Regions from separate parts of the Pan troglodytes genome. Here region 1 is linked to region 2. A link is a contact called in public HiChIP or PLAC-seq data. All regions are on one chromosome and are shown on one strand. The core of a region is the stretch at or near the end of the contact, and the rest is flanking DNA. Distances in the headings are between cores, read along the strand shown.

The links. HiChIP or PLAC-seq counts read pairs in DNA pulled down with a chosen protein or histone mark.
Region 1: a contact with region 2 is called in an H3K4me3 HiChIP or PLAC-seq map of stem cell-derived excitatory neurons, with 4 times the contacts expected there. The contact joins the promoter of LOC104007972 here to the promoter of RAD23B in region 2. A contact is called at or near these places in 1 of 7 Hi-C or Micro-C datasets (stem cell-derived neural progenitor cells) and 1 of 1 datasets of contacts at active chromatin or transcription factors (stem cell-derived excitatory neurons).

The regions. Positions count from the first base shown.
Region 1 is chr11:31,590,021-31,597,298 of NHGRI_mPanTro3-v2.0_pri, reverse strand. It overlaps LOC104007972, which reads right to left and starts at 5,009. Exons shown (of 1, transcript XM_054658935.2): 1 at 1-5,009. The coding sequence starts at 5,009. The coding sequence ends at 4,434. It overlaps ZNF462 (zinc finger protein 462), which reads left to right and starts at 4,647. Exons shown (of 13, transcript XM_016961387.4): 1 at 4,647-4,702.
Region 2 is chr11:31,171,316-31,177,940 of NHGRI_mPanTro3-v2.0_pri, reverse strand. It overlaps RAD23B (RAD23 homolog B, nucleotide excision repair protein), which reads left to right and starts at 4,868. Exons shown (of 10, transcript NM_001244709.1): 1 at 4,868-5,095. The coding sequence starts at 5,093.

The DNA of each region.
Region 1 (7,278 bases), core at 3,760-6,259, 420 kb before region 2:
TATAGGGTCTATTTTTTCATATTCTCAGCAACTGAGAATTATATATGCTCTTAACAACTGGGAAATGACACACACTCACAAACATTCAGTATGTGGTCATCCCTTGGTATCCAAAGGATATCAGTTCCAGGACCCCCATGGATGCTCAAGTCTCTTATACACTATGGCATAATATTTGCATATAATCTACATACCTTTTCTGATATACTTTAAATCATCTCTAGATTACTTATAATAGTTAATACAATGTAAATGCTATGTTGAACTTTTTTCATATTGGCCATTAGTAATTTTCTTTTGCTAATATTTGGTAATATTTTTCAACTGTAGTGGAATGACAGATTTCAAAATGTAACAGTAAGAATTAAGAGACCTGGATTTTAGTCTTTATACCATTAGCATTGGAAGACCTTAGGTTAAATCATTCAATCTCTTTGGTCCTAAATTTTCTTTTCTATATAAAATATATTTAAAATGCCCACTCAAACCTTCTTCCTGTGTTATCTGTGAAGGGAAAAATATCTGTGTGAAAAGGTTATTGTACCACTATTTCATTAGCAGTATTAATATGTTCCTTGAGACACATTTACAATTACCAGTCTTATACAAAGTAGGTTTTATCATTTAACTTTAAAATGCTTTTAAATACTTAAAAAGATAATTGATAATTCAGTCCAAACAAAGCAGTTGACTCCATAGCATATATATATATAAACATCATTATATAGCTATATAACTTACATAGCTTATCTATACCTTCTAAATTTTCCAAATTTTTTCTAATCAGAAGTCAACTTGCTGTTCACATGCTGGTATATTTTCATTCAAGGTGATTTTGGGGGTATACAATTTGAAAAAAGTAATTCATGATCATAATTTTGTATCCAGGTCTTTTACCTAATATTGGACCATTTTTCTATTTAATTGCAAATTCTCAAACAATTAAAGCTACTTAATGTGTCATAATGGGAATAGATTATTATCTACCTAACTAGTCCTCTTATCTTAATCACTTATTTTTGATTACTTACTTTATCATTTCTTATATATATATATATATATTTTTTTTCATTTCTGTTAAGGTAGATTCTAAGCATAGGAATTAAGGGCACTAAAGTGTGAACATTTAAAGACTTTAAATGTATATTGTTAAATTGCTCTAAAAAAGATTCATGCTAATTTTTATTTCCTATTAAGAATATACAAAGGAATGACTTAATTTGGAGATATACTAACCACTACTATGCCACATAATTTTTTCTGTAAAATTTTTTAAATTATAAAAGTGATTCATGTTTGTACACACACACACAAACACAAATTGTAACAACACTTTCCTCCCCATCTTTCTCACTCCTTACCATTAGCATACAGTTTAGCAAGTATACGATCAGACATTTTTTACTCCAAAAATCTTTCTTTCAATTTTGATAACAGTGTATGTATTTTGATATGCATTGAAAATGTATAAATAGCCCATCAGAGCTGTGATTTGTGAATATTATTGCTTATGATGAAGTTAAAAAATTTTTAAAGTTGACCTTAAAAATGTATATTAATTAAATAACAGGACCAAGTTACGTGAAAATATATCCCCCCAAAAAAAGAAAAAGAATAAGAAGAAATCTTGAATATGATATGAGAATGATAACTTTGGAGAAACTACCATTGAAGTGTAGACTATAGGGCTGACTGCTCCTTACCAGCTCTGCGTTCCTGAATAAATCACTTCCTTTCTCTAAGCTTCAGATAGAGAACAAATAGTAAGAACCTGGAAATGCTGGTCTTTCTGCTGGAAGTGATGCTTCAACAAATGGGCAATCTTTCACTTGAGTCTTGTCTTCAGAATTTGGTTAATCTAACCCTAGTTGATCTAAGGTTGTTATTTTGCACTTTTAAAAAGATTGGCTAGGCGAGGTGCCTCAGGCCTGTAATCCTAGCACTTTGGGAGGCTGACGTGGGCGGATCACTTGAGGTTGGGAGTTTGGGACTAGCCTGGCCAACATAGTGAAACCCCGTCTCTACTAAAAATACAAAAACTAGCTGGGTGTGGTGGTGCATGTCTGTAGTCCCAGCTACTTGGGAGGCTGAGGCAGGAGAATCCTTGAACCCGGGAGGTAGAGGTTACAGTCAGCCAAGATAGCACCACTGCACTCCAGCTGGGGCGACAGAGCAAGACTCCATCTAAAATAAAATAAAATAAAATAAAATATCTCTTTGAGGGAGAATTTCATGTTAAATTATGAGTTAAGCCAACACATTGGCTTTACAACGAACTCCAAAAATTTTATTTTGACAAAATATTACTCCTTAATAGCTTCATTGTGAGAACAGAAATATTCAAATTAATTATAGTTTCATCATAGGCCAAATCCTGGTATTGCTTTTGAGTAAAAAATCTGAAGTTTTATATCCAAGTAATGTTATATAGAAGCTAGTGGTTGATCATGCATCAAAAATTTGACTCATTTCAGTTATTCATCTTCGTATCCCTAGTACTCAGTTCTGAGATGGCATAATACAGATGCTAAACAAATACTCAATGATTGAATGAAATTACACATTACATATTACAATAACTAGTTTGATAGAACTGTAAATTTAACTACTACCTATGGAAGAAAGACTTTCTTTTGAATTTTAGAATATCACTATTGAAACATCTTTGGTATCCAAAGGCATATATACAAAGATTCATATGGAGTAAGTTTAATATAAGTTATTGCAGTGTCTCTTCCTTTGAAAGCTGTTCAGAATCATGAATCATCCACCTTTGTCTTCTGTTAGTCACTTTTCCCTAGGCATGGACACTAGTTACCTAGTTATATATGTTTAAATATGGGTTTATGACAACATATTGATTTTTCTGTAAGAAATTAGAAAGAAGGTGTGCTAGTGACTTCACTTTTTTGATATTTGGAAGGTCCATAATTATCCAATTTGAAGTTTTAAGAAAAACTTTTTGAAGACTGAGTAATTTCCAACGAGTAAAGATCACAAGAATTCAAAATAGATAACTCATTGAAAAATCACAAGCAAACTCAACTAGTAAAAAGACTACATTGCATTGCATAGAAAGGAAGTTTCACATAGGCAGGGAAATACCACAAAGAGATGTGTAAAATGTGGTTAAAAAGCCATATTGTATTCACCTACTCTTTCTTTTGCTAAAATCATCAACTTGAATAGTTTTCCAGCTGGAATTTAGAAAACGGGGCTATCAACTGGATTTTTTTTTTTTTTGGATAGCTTTCAGGAAGCAGGAAGACTTTTCTCTTTTTAAATGATAGAACATAAATACTGAAACAATGACATTAGAACATCTATCCATTCTTGTTTCGGTGGAAATTCTATCTAATTCAGCTTCTGGACCGACTGTTCGTTTTTCCATGATCTCTTCCTGCAGGTTTGCTAGAAGTCCCTTTCCCCCCATAAACACCTTCCTTTGGGAGATTTGGGTGCCTTCCTTTTTTAAGGTTTTAAAAACTAAAATGATTTATAGACTATCCGTATCCTGTTAAGAGTTGGGCAAGTGAATGGATCATATTTGCGTGGGTCACTCTGATTATAGGACTTCACTGTTTCTTGAACTAAAAGTACAAGATTTATTATTCTATTAATGCTCATAAAGTCACTCTTTTGATGAGCCATAACTTCTCTTTATGAGGAGTGTGTATGCCAGTCACCTATGATAAGGGAGAAGAAAGTCCAGACTTCTAACATATTCACTCACATTCCCTGCAACATTAACAGTCTTGAAACCCTATATGACTCCAGGGGATAATGCCACAGGATAAAGTAACAAAAGGTAAATTTCAAGGAGTCAGGATGTCCCCGTGAGACTTCCCTCACAACGTTGGCTGTGTAGGAAACCAAATTTTTTGTATTTTAATTAACAAATTTAAACATTAACCCTCCTAATGGAGAAAATAACCCACCAACTAGCCTGGTATTATCTTTGTGACTATTCTTAGGGAACGAAATAGCAGGAGGTGTGAACTTTCTCCTGTTTATCTTAATGGTCTGCTAATGGCAAAGCATAATTAGTTACTTAAATGCCACGTTTACTAAGGTTTTTACGAAAATCTTCAGCCACGGCGCTTTCCTTGACTGACCCAGCTTCTATTTATACAGTTTTATCATTTGAAAAATTGTCCCAAATAAAAACAAGAAAAAAAAAAGCCCATTCCCCTTATGTTTAACCTCTTTCAATTATTTTCATTGGAGAGTTAAAGCGTTTGTGACTTCTAAAAAGTCGAAAAGATTACGTGTATGGCATCATTAATTGAATTTGTATCGTCCCCACATTCAAGAAGCAAGAGAGTTTTGCGATAGTTCGCTTCACAGCTTCAGGAAGTCAATTTGCTTCTAAACCAGAAGACCGAGTGTGTCTTCTCAAGACCATCGTGTGGTGCCGTATTTGGGATGGAAACTTAACCATTGTACCTTTCCCCCATGCACCCACACCAGAAGCCTGAAAGCCACCATCTCCCCGTCGGTCTCTGGATCTCCTCGCTGCCTTTGTCCCTTCTAGACGTGGAGGCTTGGAGAGGAGGTTTGGTTTCCAAGGATTGGAGCGCTGTGAAGGGCGGGGCTACTCCAAGTCCATCTCCCCTTTTTGTCCTCTTCTCCCGGGACGGGAGGGTGGAGCCAGGTCCCCCCGCGGCCGGTTCGGGAGCTTTCTCTATCTCGGTCGCTCGAGGTGAGTGTGAAAGGGCGGCAGCCCGTTTAATTGCAGCGCAGGTTAATTTCTTGAGTTCACCGCAGTCGGTCCGCCAGCCGCTTCCCCGGTCTTTGCCAAGTGGGTTTACGAGGTCTGAGGCGTGTTGCGGCGCGCTCACGTTCTCGCAAAAGGCTCCTCCCCAGGGCTCAATTCCCCGACTGCGGGAAGCCCTTTGGTGCCCCAGGAGCCTTGGAAACCCAAGGTTTCCTCTGACCTCGTCGCTCCTTTCTCCCTCCCCACCGCCTGGTTCCCTACGTCCCTGCCCCCAGGGAAGGACGGCCCCCATCTTAGGACTTACGACCCAAGCCAACCCAGAGGGTACCTTCACGTCGATGAAGATTTTATCGCAGCCTCCAAAACCCAGCAGTAATAGGAGCTTTCAACCTGAAATACGATTGTTATTTTCCCGGTGCAGAGCTTGACAGAAAAAGTCAGCTTTTTATTAAAGACAAAGAGGTAAATTATCAGCCGGGACAGTGGAGGGACGGCGGAGACCTGGCGCGCTTCCTCCGGTTGCCACGAGGAATTTATGGGGTGGCGGCGGCCAGCGCTCAGACACCCCCCGGGTCCCGGTGGGGAGGAGCTCGGGGCAGGAGGACTTCCCTAGGTCCCTCCGGGCACTCGGAAGGGGGAGTCCTCCCAAAGCCGCACAAAGCCGGGATCATTTCAATCCCGAACAGCCTCAGCGTCCTCCTCCTCTCTCCTTTCTTCTTTCTCTTCTCGGTGACTCCCGTTCCCCTTTCGCCTCTGTCCTTTCTGCGCCTTGTTCTCGTCTCCTTACTTCTCTTCCCTCTCCTCGCCTTTCCTCTCCCTCCCCCTCCTTTCTTCTCCACCGCACGCGTAGAGTGTCATTTATTTATTTATTTATCACCCCCGCCATCAACACCCTTTTAGGGATCCCGAGCTTTTCAATGTGAGTGGGAGGAGAAAAGGGCAGGAAGTGTTGACTGGAAGTGGGTGAAATCGTGCCTCGGGGTGAGAGATTCTGCTCAGGAATATAGGGTCGGGAAAATCTTGGAAAATGAGGATTTAGATCTGTTTATGAAGCCCCGCTATCGGATGGGAACCAACTCCGCGCGCGTCTCCTCCTCTTCCTTTATTGTATGGATTTATAGGTATATATCTTCTCGGACTGTTGCTTGGGGGGAGGGAGGAGAAAGGGCGAGTATTTAAAGAGGACAGACTTGCCCAGGATCCTTAACACCGCGCCTTCACCGGATGCGCGCTCCTCAATGCAAAGGAATCCAGCAACATCCCCAATTCAGACGCGGACAAAAGAAACTTTAATTAAGGTCTCTGCCCCGCGCGCTGCGCGTTTCTCCTGAGGCTGTTGATGTCCAACTCCAAGATCCGAGAAATAGAAATGGTACAATCAGCCCATGCCCTTGAACTTCAATTGCTCCTCACTTGCTGCATTGATTTTTTTGATACTGTAGAACCCCCACCCCCAACCCCCACCGCTCCCAGTCCAATTAAAACCGTAGGAGACTTTCGACCTGGTGGTGGAGGGGGGGAACCACTCCTTTGCAAAAGAGATAGTTCAGAATGATATGGGAGAGATTACACTAAATAAAAATTCAAGGTGTGAAAGCTTCATCTTGGCTCGCGTGTCTTCAACACCATGACACCTTATCATTAAGAGCGCTGATTGTTACTTTCCGAGCCTTTAGATGATCAGCCAGAAAGTGCAAACAACGCGGGGCTGGAGGGTGTAAAGTTATTTAAGCAGGCTTTCTTTTTTTCTTTTGGTGCGCAGTCAAAACATTTCACAAGTTAGGAAAAGAAAGTGGTGGTTCCGAAGCTCGGAATGATGGGCTCTTTTCCTCCTCCACCCCCCACCTTCCATATCAGGAAAGAAATAAAACGCACAATGAGCCTTTATTTCAGGAGAGAAGACTTCAAAATACGTGCCAGTAATGGACAATTTGAGCTTTTCACTGGAAATACTCACACCGCAAGCTGGAAAGGGATTAAAAAGCCCCACGTGGTTGATCTCGGTTTAGACTTGCAACCTCCAGTTCCCCACGTATGTTCTTTGCAAAGGTTGGCCTCTAGATGGATGCAAGTAAGGGACCCTCTGGGGCTCGGGCTCGGCGCCTCGGGCAGGGCTGACGGTGGGAGCGCTATGAGCTGCCGGGCAGGGTCCTCACCGGGGGCTTCCTCTGCGGGCCAGGGCTGCCGGGCGCCACCGGGACGCGAGCGCGCACGTCTCGGCCCGGCGGCCGCGCTCCTCGCACCGCCTTCTCCGCAGGTCTTTATTCATCTCATCTCCCTCTTCCCCTTCTCCTTCTCCTTTGCCTCCTTCTCCTCCTCTTCCTCCCCCTCCTCCACCACCACCTCCTCCTCCTCTGCCGCCGCCACCTCCTCCTCTTGCATCTCACTGGCCTGGCTCTGAGTGACAAAGACAATGTCCCAGCCTTAACTTTGCAACCACCTTGCCTCCTTCTGGGGTTCAGCAGGGGGGAGGGGGAACAGCAGCAGCAGCCTCAGCATCTCCTCCAGCTTCTCCTTCTGCTCTTCTCGAGCTCTTGGATAATTCTTCCTCTTTTTTCCCC
Region 2 (6,625 bases), core at 3,619-6,118:
GCACTAATATATGGAAAGGCATCTCTCTCCTTTTTTTTCTGCAGACAATAACAGTTGTAGCAGGAAACTTTTAATATTACAACTGTACAGCATATTTTTAAATATTTTCACATTTTCTTACAACAGTTGTAAATTATAACTAAAATGACCTTACCATGTTTTCAAACAACATGTATAGAGTATCCACATTGTGCTAGCTCCTTCAGATAACAAGATGCACAGGACTGACTCAGCCCCTGTCTCACGGAGTTTACAACTGAGTTAGGAGTCAGTCAGCATACACTATTGAGCACCTGCTGTGTTCTAGGCACTGTTGTAGGTGAAAACAGTCCTGAATATGAGAGTCAGTGTCTCTCCCTAAAAAGTAAGTGGCTTGCCTAGCTTAGGCCAGGCAAGGACGCTCATGCCTATAATCCCAGCACTTTGGGAGACCAAGGCGGGCAGATCACAAGGTCAGTAGTTCCAGACCAGCCTGGCCAATATGGTGAAACCCCATCTCTACTAAAAATACAAAATTAGCCAGGCGTGGTGGCGGGCACCTGTAATCCCAGCTACTCGGGAGGCTGAGGCTGGAGAATCGCTTGAACCCGGGAGGCAGAGGTTGCAGTGAGCCGAGATTGCGCCACTGCACTCCAGCCTGGGCGACAGCAGAGCGATACTCCATCTCAAAAAAAGAAAAAGAAAAAAGGCTTAACACATGTTTAATATATATTATTAAATTGGTTGGAGAAGTCCTCTCTAAAAAAGTAAAATTGGAATTGGAACCTGAAGATGAAAAGGAGTTAGTCGTTCAAAGATCTGGGAAGATAGAGTTTCAAGCTGAAGGAACCTCAAGTGCAAAGGCCCTGAGGCTAGAACCAGCTTAACCTGTTTGAGGGTTGAAAGGGAAATGGATGACAGTGAATGAGTGGGTGAGAGAAGGAAAGAGATGAGGTCAGAGAAACTGGCAGGAGTCAGATCATGTGGGCTCTCCAAGGCCACGTAAAGAGTTTGACTTTTATTCTAAAATGTAATTAGATACTGAGCATAGATACAACATGCTCTGATTTATGGGTTTAAAAGGCCACTCTGGCTGCTGGGGAGGCTGTTGGGGGTAAAGGGTGGAAGCAGAGAGACCAGGTGGGACGCAGGTGAAGGATAATGATGGATTAGCTTAGGGCTGTAGAAGTAGAAACGGTGAAAAAAGCTGACTTGGGGATATACTTTGGAGAATAAGGTTGACAGGGCTTGATAATGAATTGCATGTGGTGGTTGGGAGTGGGTGAGTGAGGGAAGAGAGTTATCAGGGATGAAGACCAGATTTTTGGTCTGAGCACCTGGGTAGACTGTGAGGCCATAAACTAAGATGGGGGAAAACTGGGAGAGGAGCAGTTTGCAGGGGGGAAGGAGGTCTAGAGAGAAATCAATTGTTCTCTTTGGTCACATTAAGTTTCAGAGGCTTGTTACATATTCAGGTGAAGATATTGCTTAGGCAATTGGCTAACTCTATAGCTAAGGGGAAAGGTCCAGGCTGGAGGTATTTCAAAACAAGGGCCAAGATGAAACCACCTGGTGACTACGAGTAGATACAGGAAGACAGAGGGCAGAAGATTGCATATTTAATTACTATGAAGGGAGTTATGTGTTGTGAAAGGGGAAATATCAGGTTAGTGGAGGGAGAAGCTGGTCAAGGAAAGTTTCTTGAAAACATTAAACCCAAGCTCCTTGAAGCCACTGAAAACCAAGCAGTGACATTGTTATTAGTGAGGATGCTGTCCCAGAGAAGTAATTTGTAATTGGTCATACAGCTAGTGGCCTGACTAGAACTATGTTTTATACTTGAACTAAATCAAATGTGCCACAGGCACAGTATAAAACAGAGGAGAATAGCTGGGCGTGATGGCTCACATATAATCCCAGCACTTTGGGACTCCGAAGCAGGAGGATTACTTGAGCCCAGGAGTTCAAGACCAGCCCTGGCAACATAGGGAGAACATATCTGTACAAAAAAAATAAAATATCAGCTGGGAAGCAGTGGTGTGTGTCTGTGGTCCCAGCTACTCAAGAGGCTGAGGTGGAAGGATCTCTTGAGCTCAGGAGGTTGAGGCTGCAGTGAGCCGTGTTTGTGCTACAGCGCTCCAGCGTGGATGACAGAGTCAGACGCTTTAAAAAAATAAGAATAATCTTTAAAACAAAAAAGAGGGGAATAGTGGCACACCCTGGGACACAGACTCTGGAGTCATTCTGTCTGAGGTCACATTGTGGATTTGCCATTTACTACTGGCTGGGTTATTCCAGGTGCATTACTCAACATCTCTGTACTTCAGTTTTCTATCTGTAAACGGACTTTCTACTAATAGCTAACTGCTTACAGACTGTTTATCATGATTTTACATGCAATATTCAACTTCCCCCTCCAATAATCAATGAGTGACATTATTATTCTCATTCTACTGCTGAGGATCCAGAAGCACATTCACCCATTCCACAAATATTTACTGTGCACCTGCAATGTGCCAGGCATGTTCATGGGTGAACACAGCAAAATCTTTGCCTCTGTGCAGCTTCAGTCTGGGGTTCACAGGAAAAGGAGAAAGATGATAAACAAGAGATACGTACATTACAGGGTAATTATAAAGGGATACCCGCTATACAAGAAAACAGAGCAGGACAACAGAGATAGGAAGTTGGGATTTTAAGTAAGGCAGCCAGAACAGACCTCACCAAGAAGGCAATATCTGAGCAAGGATGTTAAGGGAGCCGGGGGCAACCTAGAATCCACCAGTGGGGAGAGTAAGGCGACTCGGAGAAAGGCGAGGGGCTAATGCATCCGTTCTAATAACTCTGACTTTAACTCGAGGCTAGATGGGGAAACACTGGACAGTTCTACCCCGAGGTGTGACAGAACTTGACCTTCATTTTAAATCGGTCCATCTGTTTAGGCTAGTGAGAAAAAACAATATTTGAACTCGGGCAGTCCAGCTCAGGAGTCTGTGCTGTCGGGATTAAAGAATCAGTCGACACCCCCAGGGCTGAGCCCCGCAGCAAGCGCCCCGCGGGTCCTGGCCCCCAGACTGTGGTTACCGCCATCCTTTCACTTAAACTCCGCCCCGATTACTCCCCCGCTCCAGGGCTCCGCATCCACTCTGCCGGGTCTCCACGTAGCGCTTCCCGGGCTACACATTGCGTAACTTCGGCAGCCGGGCGGAGTCTGGACAGAGGCGGAGCCGCGGCGGGCGGAGAGAACGCCCCAGCAATAGTCCCTAGGAGGAAGCCCCAAGAGCCCTCGCCGCCCACGGAACGCGCCTGCGTAATCCGGGTCCAGGCCGCCGGCATTCCAGAGCCGCCTTCCGCCCCGCCCCCAATTCCGGGGCGGAGTCCTCGGCCGCGCCGGCGCAAAGCGTCGCCGCACCCCACGCCTGCGCGCTTCGCCCGCCCGGCCCCATCCCCCCAGGTTTTTCGCGTGGGGGAGGGGGCACGTCTCGGCGAGTCACGATGATGGCGGCCACCATCCTGTGGTGAGCTAGCGGATTCCCTGCTTGTCTCGCCGACCCCCTCGCGCCTTCTGCAGACTCCGTGGCTGGCGCTCGGCGCGTGAGGAAGCACGGCGGCCCGAGTTCGCGGGGAAGGCCGCAGTCGCGGAGGCAGCGGCGCGGTCCGGGGCACGGGCTGGGGGAGAGGCCGCTCCGCTGGGCGAATGTGACAAGCCCCCACCCCCACCGCCTTCCTCCCCAGAGCGCGAGGAGCGCGGGCGACCCCGGGGCCCCGCCAGGCCACAGACCCCGCCCAGCGGCCAGCACCCGGCGCAGGCCCGGCAGCCGAGCTGCGCGGCGGCACCATGCAGGTCACCCTGAAGACCCTCCAGCAGCAGACCTTCAAGATAGACATTGACCCCGAGGAGACGGTATGCGCGCGGGCCGGGGGCAGGGGCAGCCGCGTGCGGGCCGCGGGGAGCGCCAGGAGCTCGTGGGGCCGGGCGGCGCGCTCCAGCGGGGGAAGCCCCGGAGGGCGCGATGAGGGCCCTGGGTCCTGGTGCCGGCCCTGGCGGCGTACAGCGGAGCCGATCCTCCTGTCTTGGCCGTGGGCTTTGTGGCAGGAGAATGGGGAAGCAGTGGCCGGACGCCGAAGGCCTGGTGGCAGATGGCGTGGAGCGCACGCCCGCGGGCCTGGGCCTAGGAGCTCGTGCTAGCGGGGCCGGAGGGGGATGGGAAGGTCCAGGCCGTCTCGGCCGTAGAGCCTGGCTTTCTGGTATGGGTGCACAGGTGGGGGAGGGAGACGTAGGCGTCGCCACTACCCCTGTGTGGACCTGGTTAGCCGCTTAGTTCCCAGAGTTGGTAACCCGAGAAGATGAGCCTTAAGAAAAAAAAAAGTATCAGGTTCCGTTTGCCGCCGAGAGGTGAGTGGTGGTGAAAATGAATTTGCCCCTTTCTCCTCAGAATTGTTAACCCTTTTATTTGCAAATGAATCGTTCTGCTGCCTTCCTCCCGCCACCAAACCCACACCCTTGCGTAGATTGCACTTTGAGGCCTCTTTGGTGATGGTTTTAGCTGTTAGAGCTCTTCACAGCCATCCAGGCTCAAACTAAACTTCAGATTTAACGGGTTTTCTGTGTTAGAAATCTTGGAATTGTAGGAGTTGGAACGCTGCAGCCACCCTCCCCCGATGCCCCAAACAGTAGCAGTTCAAGGGGGAAAAAAGAAAACAAAAAACAACAACTTTGAATCCTTTCTGCAGTTAAAGCCTTAAACATTTCAGAAGTCCACATTATACATTTTTCTGTATTTGTGACTGCATAAAGAGACACTGTTGAGGTCAGTACAACTTTATGCCAAGAATCTAAAAACGCTGTGAGTGTAAATTTACTGCTTATGTTCGGAAATACACCGCCAAGATTGTCATAATACTAAGTTTAAACCAGCAGCTTTCTGCCCAACTCTATTTTTAAAAGTAGTTGATTCTATTTTGGGTGGAGATCAGGGGCTTTGGTGTTAAGTAGACCTGAGTTCCATTTGTGGTTTTGTAACTTATTTGCTATGACCTTGGGCAAATTACGCTTAGTTTCATCCTCTGTATAATAGGGATAATACCTGCCTTGCAGAGATGTGAAGATTAAATGGTATGTATTTACTTGGTGGTCAGTAAATGGAATCGATTATTTAAACAATGGATTCCTTTGAGTGGAGATACAGTGTTACGTTTTACTTATTTAATGTTAAGTTTTGTACATCTTTAATTTTTTAAGAAACAGCCTTTTTGGGATTTTAATGCAAAATTATTTGATTTCAGAATATTTATACGTAGGTGTATGCTGTGTGATTAACTTCTTAAAAGTACAGGAGATCTCAGTTATACATGAGAAACTTTTCAGTGTCCTCAGAAGTAATTGACAACACCCTGTGGACTGACAGTACTAATAGAATCTAATTTCTCTTGAATATTTCTTTACTGCTTAATGTGCATTAATAAGTTGAAGGGTGAAAGTTAAAATGGAGTTTGTTTGATGATTTCAGACAAACTACGTAAAATGCCTATTTGACTTTGGTTCTTTGTGGTAACAAATGTTGGTGCCCCAGTAACTTAATCGGCTTATAATACTCAGTTAATTTCAGAATTATTGAAAGCTAAAGAAATATTGTGGCTTTTTGGTAAATACGTGTGAGTGTATTGAAGTTATGCAGTGACTCTTTCAACAGCTCCACTGAAGTATTTATGTTCTGTAAGATTTGTTTAGCGTTTTAGGCACTTTACGCATACTGTTAACTGAGAGTCAATGCTGTACCTGTGTTTGTGTGAATTCTTAACTATTTTTGCTGTTTTCCAGTTTATTTCCAAGGAAAAGTAATATGTTATACTTCTGGAAGTATATTTTTGAAAAGCCCATTGTTAGGGAGCGGTTTCTACGGCTTTCGCTGCTATTTATATAAATATAATTTTGTTGCTGTTAGTATAAAAAAACTAATACTGTTAGTCTGGGGCAAGAAATTAAAGCATTTCCTCTGGGATATATGGAACGTTTGCATTTAGTGACTTGTCAGTTTTTATTTTAATGACTTTGGAAATATTTTTCATGACAGCTGTTTCAATTCTATGTTTGTAGTGGGTTTTAATTAGTATGTGTTTTTGATACGACACCTTAGAATTCCAGCAAGAAAATAAACAATGAAAATTATGTTTTCTAGGGCAACGCTAAGTGTCCTGTTTCTAAGTTGTTGTGAGAACGAGGTAACCAAGGATATTAGAAATAGATCTAAAATAAGATAGGATCTTATTGAGACCTGTTTTTGGTCTGGTCACAGATTTGTCCTTGTTTAATTTTTACCTAGAAGGAACCAAGGAAATTAAGTAACTTACGTAGCCAGTATAGCAACTCTTGTGAGCTTGAGATGAGCATGAGCAAAAATGGAAGAAAGGACTGTGCGATAAGTGGAATCATGGGAATGATTCATTTGTTGAACAAGTAAATGTTTAGTGAGCTTTGCTGGCAGGACTGGAGGAGTACAGGGACCTGTAGAACGTGGTCTGGGGCTTCTGGGAGCCTTATTGACTTAGTCAAAGCTCATTGGCTATAGAGTAGGGGGATATACAAAATGGAAAAAGCAAGATAATTTGTTTTAAGGTGTTTTTATTTGCCCTAGTTTTAACAAAA